Regions from separate parts of the Sus scrofa genome. Here region 2 is linked to region 1. Evidence: chromatin contacts called from public Hi-C data. All regions are on one chromosome and are shown on one strand. Each heading gives the region's core, a stretch centred on a gene start, on an enhancer-like site or on the middle of the called end of the contact. The rest is flanking DNA. Distances are from core to core; before and after follow the strand shown.

The links. A called contact is a pair of places that touch in the nucleus more often than the background predicts.
Region 2: a contact with region 1 is called in a Hi-C map of omental adipose tissue, with 1.8 times the contacts expected there. The contact joins two enhancer-like sites. A contact is called at or near these places in 3 of 47 Hi-C or Micro-C datasets (heart right ventricle, liver and omental adipose tissue) and 1 of 2 datasets of contacts at active chromatin or transcription factors (alveolar macrophages).

Annotation. Positions count from the first base shown.
Region 1 is chr10:12,877,081-12,879,780 of Sscrofa11.1, reverse strand. All of the region lies in intron 4 of CNIH3 (protein cornichon homolog 3), which reads right to left. Among named protein-coding and RNA genes, the nearest start is that of WDR26, 120 kb to the right of the region's middle. Within about 2 kb of position 1,345, at least 14 of the 83 cell types and tissues checked have an H3K27ac peak or open chromatin away from gene starts, as enhancers often do. A contact at or near this core is called in omental adipose tissue, where this site is marked.
Region 2 is chr10:12,944,129-12,946,828 of Sscrofa11.1, reverse strand. The region is part of intron 6 of CNIH3 (protein cornichon homolog 3); the gene reads right to left. Among named protein-coding and RNA genes, the nearest start is that of DNAH14, 100 kb to the left of the region's middle. Within about 2 kb of position 1,263, at least 12 of the 83 cell types and tissues checked have an H3K27ac peak or open chromatin away from gene starts, as enhancers often do. A contact at or near this core is called in omental adipose tissue, where this site is marked.

The sequences.
Region 1 (2,700 bases), core at 96-2,595:
ATGCCAAGTGCTATTTGAGATGGTAAAAAACTGGAAACACGGTTAATGGCCACTAGGGAGAGAATGACTGCAGAAGCAGTGACAGCCAGTCCATGCCTCTGGTGCAGCCCTGGCTGGATCTACGCTTGAGCGGTTATTGGGTGAGAAAGGCATGGTTTAAAACCAAAACCAAGACGCACCCTTAAAACGTATCCCTGTTTGCATATGATGACATGACCATGAGGAAATCCACGAAGGATGTGCACCAGGCTGCCAGCACCAGTGACCTTGAGTATGGGAGGTGACAGCGATAGGAGGAGACAGTGAGGGACCGAAGACAGACGAAATGGTTGAGCAAGAATGTCACCAAGCTAGTGCCTGTGGGGCTCCTGGGTGCACAGCCTTTCCGAGTCCTCCATTTCTTGTTTTGAGGGAATAAGCCTCAGCCTCCATGACCTTCCTGAGTTTCCAAGGGGCAGCTGCCCATCAGGGAAGGGAGGGGATGCAGAGACCAGGGAGGAAGAGTGCAGCCTTGGGGCAGGGTCCTGGTTCCTCCTCAAGGAATATACATAACAATATCTTTGAGCCTTTCTGCAGAACTAAAACCCCCAACAAAGGAAGAAGGAAGACGGGCCAGAATGAGCCCTGGGGCCACTAAACACCTGCTTTGAAAGACAATGCAAGCTTCCTTCTACCCTGATCCTCATCTACAGCCCTGATCCCTATTCCACTCCCCAAACTATAAAACCACCTCCTAACCCCTTCCGAGGGTGGCACAGTCTTTAAGTCATTAGCCAGCTGTGGCCCCCTTTGCCCGGCAAAGCAATAAAGCAGTTTTTTTTTTTTTTTTTCCCTTCACCCAACACTGTCTCTGCATTTCTATTTGGCACCTGTGGGCAGAGGCTGAGTTTCGGCAACAGTCCATACCTGCCTTCTTACCTTTGCAGGAGGAGGGAGCCCGGATCTGAAACCAGGCCTGGGGAGCCTTGCCTGAGGCCCATCAGCCACAACAGGGGCCTCACCAGAGACCAAGGAGTCTTCTCCTCAATCACCATCTCAGGAGCTGGTTTCTGACAAATCTAACTTCTCACTTCCACGAAGCGAGTTTACGAGGCCTCTAAACCCTCACGTGAATAGGAACCCCGGACCAACTTGCTCAAAGAATTTTTGTTGTGGTGGCGGTTTGAATCGGAACAATCCTTCTTCCACTGCCCACCCCTGCCCACATTTTGCTAACACAACAGCCGCAGAATCGCAGAGCCAAAAACAGAACTACACGCGGGGCAGCAGGGCAGCAGCAGCCAAGGTCCAGAGTCAGGGAGCCCAGCCAGGCCACGTGGCTCAAGCGCTTATTTGCACAGATTTACACGTGGGTCTCAAGAGGCCTTATTCCAAGGTTTTAAAATCAAATTGCTTAGTTTGTGCAACTTCTTGGAAGTATGCGTCCAATTAGCCTCCCTGCTTGGCCCAGGTCCAGGGACACAGCTATCCCGTTGAAAAGCTCTACTTAAGCCAGGAGCGCCTGGCCCACGCTCCTGAGAGCCCTCGGTGGGGTGGGGGGTGTCCCCCTCCAACCCTTCCCAGCTCCCCACCCTCCCAGCTGCACCCCACCCTAGGCCACAACAGCCCCTCCAGCCTCAAAAGCTGGGTGAGGCTGTGGCCTGTGTGGCCCCAGCCCTGGTGTTGGGGAATCGGCCTCTCTCAGGACACCTAGGTTGTGTGCAAAGCAGAGCTGCAGCTGTGCCCCGACACTAGGGCCCTTATGGAGCTAATTATGCACAACAGCCACGGGGCTGCGCGCCAGCGCATAGAGAGCGGGAGGTACACCTGTTCGACAAGCCCCCCGCACGCTGTTCCCTCCTGAGCCAACAGCCCGTCTGACTCCGCTCCCCGCCACGCCTTGCTCATAGACCCCTGCTAATTCCGAGACCTTGAAGACTGTCAAGAACAACGTTCAGGGGCCGCAATCCCTGCGCCCCGGCTCTCCAAACTCATCGGGAATCTCCTGGACCTGGATCTTTGCGGGAGAGAGTAGGAACGCAGTGCAGGGCAAGACTGAGCCGAGGCCATCAAGTCGGCTCTCGCAGGGCTGCCTGGCAGATGCTCCGCTGGGCGATGTGGACTGGAGCTTGGATCACTTTGCAGTTAACAGAGGAGCAGCCCCTGGGGCGTTCCTTGCTTGGGCCATTCCCCATCCCCCCCTCCAAGCTTCTGCCGACTCCAGTGAAGCCAAGTGGATTCTGAAAAACACTGTCAAGAACCCTACCTTGGGGGGTGAGAGTTAAATAAAGGATTCATTATCCATCCAATAAATTAAACTGAACATCTCTATGTGGTATATGTTGGAAATTAGGTATATATTGGTGTACTCATTTCCTCCAGCTGCTGTATCAAATTACCACAAACGTAGTTGCATAAAACAATAAATATGTATTATTTCACAGTCCTGCAAGTCAGAATTCTAAAATGGGTCACAAGGGGCTAAAATCAAGCATCAGTAGCCTGCAGGCTCTAGGGGAGAATCGGTTACACCCTGCCCTCTGGCTCAGCTCTCCATCACACCCTCAGGGTGGGGACACTCCGGTGATCCGGGATCTGAGCTAAGAGGAGGCAGAGGTTCCCACTCAGGCGTTAACCATAAGCCATGGGCCCTGGGGCAGCTTGGCTGGAGCCCTCTGCATGGGGAGTCCTGAGCACTGGCCTGAGCTGAGATCAAGTGAA
Region 2 (2,700 bases), core at 14-2,513, 67 kb before region 1:
TCCTCTGCGCGAAGGAGGCCACTTTCTCACGAATTGCTCTGGACAAAGCTCTCCTAGAGAGAGAGCCTGCACCAGACTGGGGGTGCGGAGGGTGGCCCAGCCTCGCAGCCCTGCCTCCCCAGAGGTGTGGCTCCCCCCCCCCCCCACACACACACAGCCTCTGATCTCTCAGGCCAAGGGCTGGCACCCGCACCTGAGGTGGCACAATTAAGCAGGAACACCCAGCTGCCAGGACTTGGGTTCGGCCAACTTGAGCACTGCCTATTTGATAATGCAGGCATTTTATTTTACTATGATTACTATTATTATTTGCTTTTTAGTGCCAAACTTGTAGCATATGAAAGTTCCCAGGCTAGGGGTCAAATCTGAGCTACAGCTGCCGGCCTACACCACAACCACAGCAACGAAGGATCTGAGCCATGTCTACGACCTACACCACAGCTCATGGCAACACCGGATCCTTAACCCACTGAGTGAGGCCAGGAATTGAACCCACATCCTCATGGATACTAGTCGGATTCATTTCCGCTGTGCCACAACAGGAACTCTTGAGGTTCTTAACCCACTGAGCCACAACGAGAACTCCAATGCCAGCATTTTAAACTGACCTCCTAGATTTCACACTAATGTTTATCTATTTTTAAGGGGTGGGCAGCTGACTGTGGTACATAAGCAACTTAGCACAGAATCACCTAGTCTAAATTATAATTTTAAAAGTCACTGTGAAACTAATCTGATGGAGGCCAACTGTGTGCACACCAGAAATGTGGAGAGGGCTCCGCGCCTCAAATGCCTGAGCCAAGTGTTGCTTTGACCTGGTCGTGGTCAGGATCAGACCCTCAGGGCTGAGCCCGAGACTGTGCCAGACCTCTGGGGAAAAACAAGTCACGGGTCATTTCCCCCAGGGGCCTGTTCCCTGGGAACACAGGGCAAAGGGGAGACTGCCCGCCAAGGAGGTTCTGCCTGAGTGACCCAGGGCCTGGGGACAGAAGCATTTTCCTTCCGGCCTGCGGGGGCCGAGAGGTCCTCGAGGGTCTGCAGGCTCCCGCCTTCCAAGCCCACCCTCTCCACCCCCCACCCTCCCTTCAGCATCCCGGAGCTGGGAACGTTTCTGCTGCCTATTTGGCACCCACAGGGACTCCCTCTGCGCAGGGAGAAACCTGGGGAGAGAAGGCGGGTGGGGGGGTGGCCCCGCCCTGCTGGCCCGCTTCCTGCTCCCGAGCTTGCGAATGGCCAAGTTCACCGCTTGGCCCAGACGCCCCCTATGGGACTTGGCTGACATATCCACCCCACCTGCTCACACAGGCCACAGACACCGGCCCTGCCACCACCGTGGACTGTTCCGGCTCCCCGCTCCCGGGCCCGGGACCTGCCTGATCCTTCCTGTCCTGACTTCTCCTCTGGGACCAGCTTCCACCTGGACTGACTCCCATGGACTCCGGGACCCCTCAGTCCCCCGGCTGTTTGCCGTGGGCCCTCACCACCAGCTGGGCGGTGTGCTGGGGACACGGGCCACCGGGGAAATCCTCCCGCTTGAGGAAGAGGCTCCTCCCACCCGAATTCACAGGGGTCTCCGTTTCGCTTCGGAAGGAGAAGTAAACCGGGAAAAGAAGGAACAGACGGACTTTGCTCACCACTCTCCCTACACTGCCCGCCGCCGCCCCCGCTCCAGCCCTTGTCTTTAAGCTTCACCACTGAGCAGCGATGCTCAAACGTCAAGGGCACCTCTGAATCCCTGGGCGGGGAGGGTTGCTAACATGCAGATGGCTGGGCCCCGCATCCGGAGTTTCAGATTCAGAAGGTCTGAGTGGGACCCAAGCATCTGCGGTTCTAGCCCGTTCCCGGCTGAACCACTGAGCACCTGTGCCTCCAAGTGTGGTCCTAGGATTAGCATCGCCAGCATCACTGGAGAGCTTGTCAGAGACCCAGAATTTAGGCTCCGCCCCAGACCACTGAACCAGAACCTGGGGGTTGAACAAGATCCCCAGGTGACCGATATGCACATGAAAGTCTGAGAAAAAGGCTGGTTCCCTGAAGAGAGTCCTCCAACCACCTGTAGCAGAACCGCCTGGGACAACTGTTACAAATCCAGATTTCTGGGTTCTACACCAGTCCCCTCAGAGAGACCTTCTAGCCAGGAATGTACATTTTCCAGAAGCCTCTCAGGTGTTTTTGTGAAACATTTGAGCTGAGATTCAGAGACCAAGGGTTTGAAGAACACACTGGGCAGAAGCTTCCAGAGGGAGACCCTGCATCCCAGCTCCCCAGCAGGGCTGTGACAGTCCTGAGCTCATCGAGGATTGCTCATGAACTACTGCTCACAGACTCAAGTCTGGGCAGGCAGCTCGTGCAGCTGAGAGCAGTAGTGTGTGGTCCCCAGGTCTCCAAACCACTGCCAGGTGGGAGAACACCCATGGGGCTCTCTTAGACCCCATGGCCACAGTCTCTGACTTTGAAGGGTTGGACTTGGCACCTTCTGGGGATGGAAGTCATCTTTCCAGCATCCCTTCCACCTCCAGAATCTCACAGCTTCTAGTTCCAGCCATCTTCTGTCTGTCCCTGGCAGGTCACCTCTGCCCCTCACCCTCACAAGCTCCTTCCGCCCATCTCTGGCCTTGCTTCTGTCTCAGTAGACTTTCTAGACCTGGCAGGGGACCGGTCCTTTGGAGACCAAACCTTTGGGTTCCAGCCCTGCCCTGC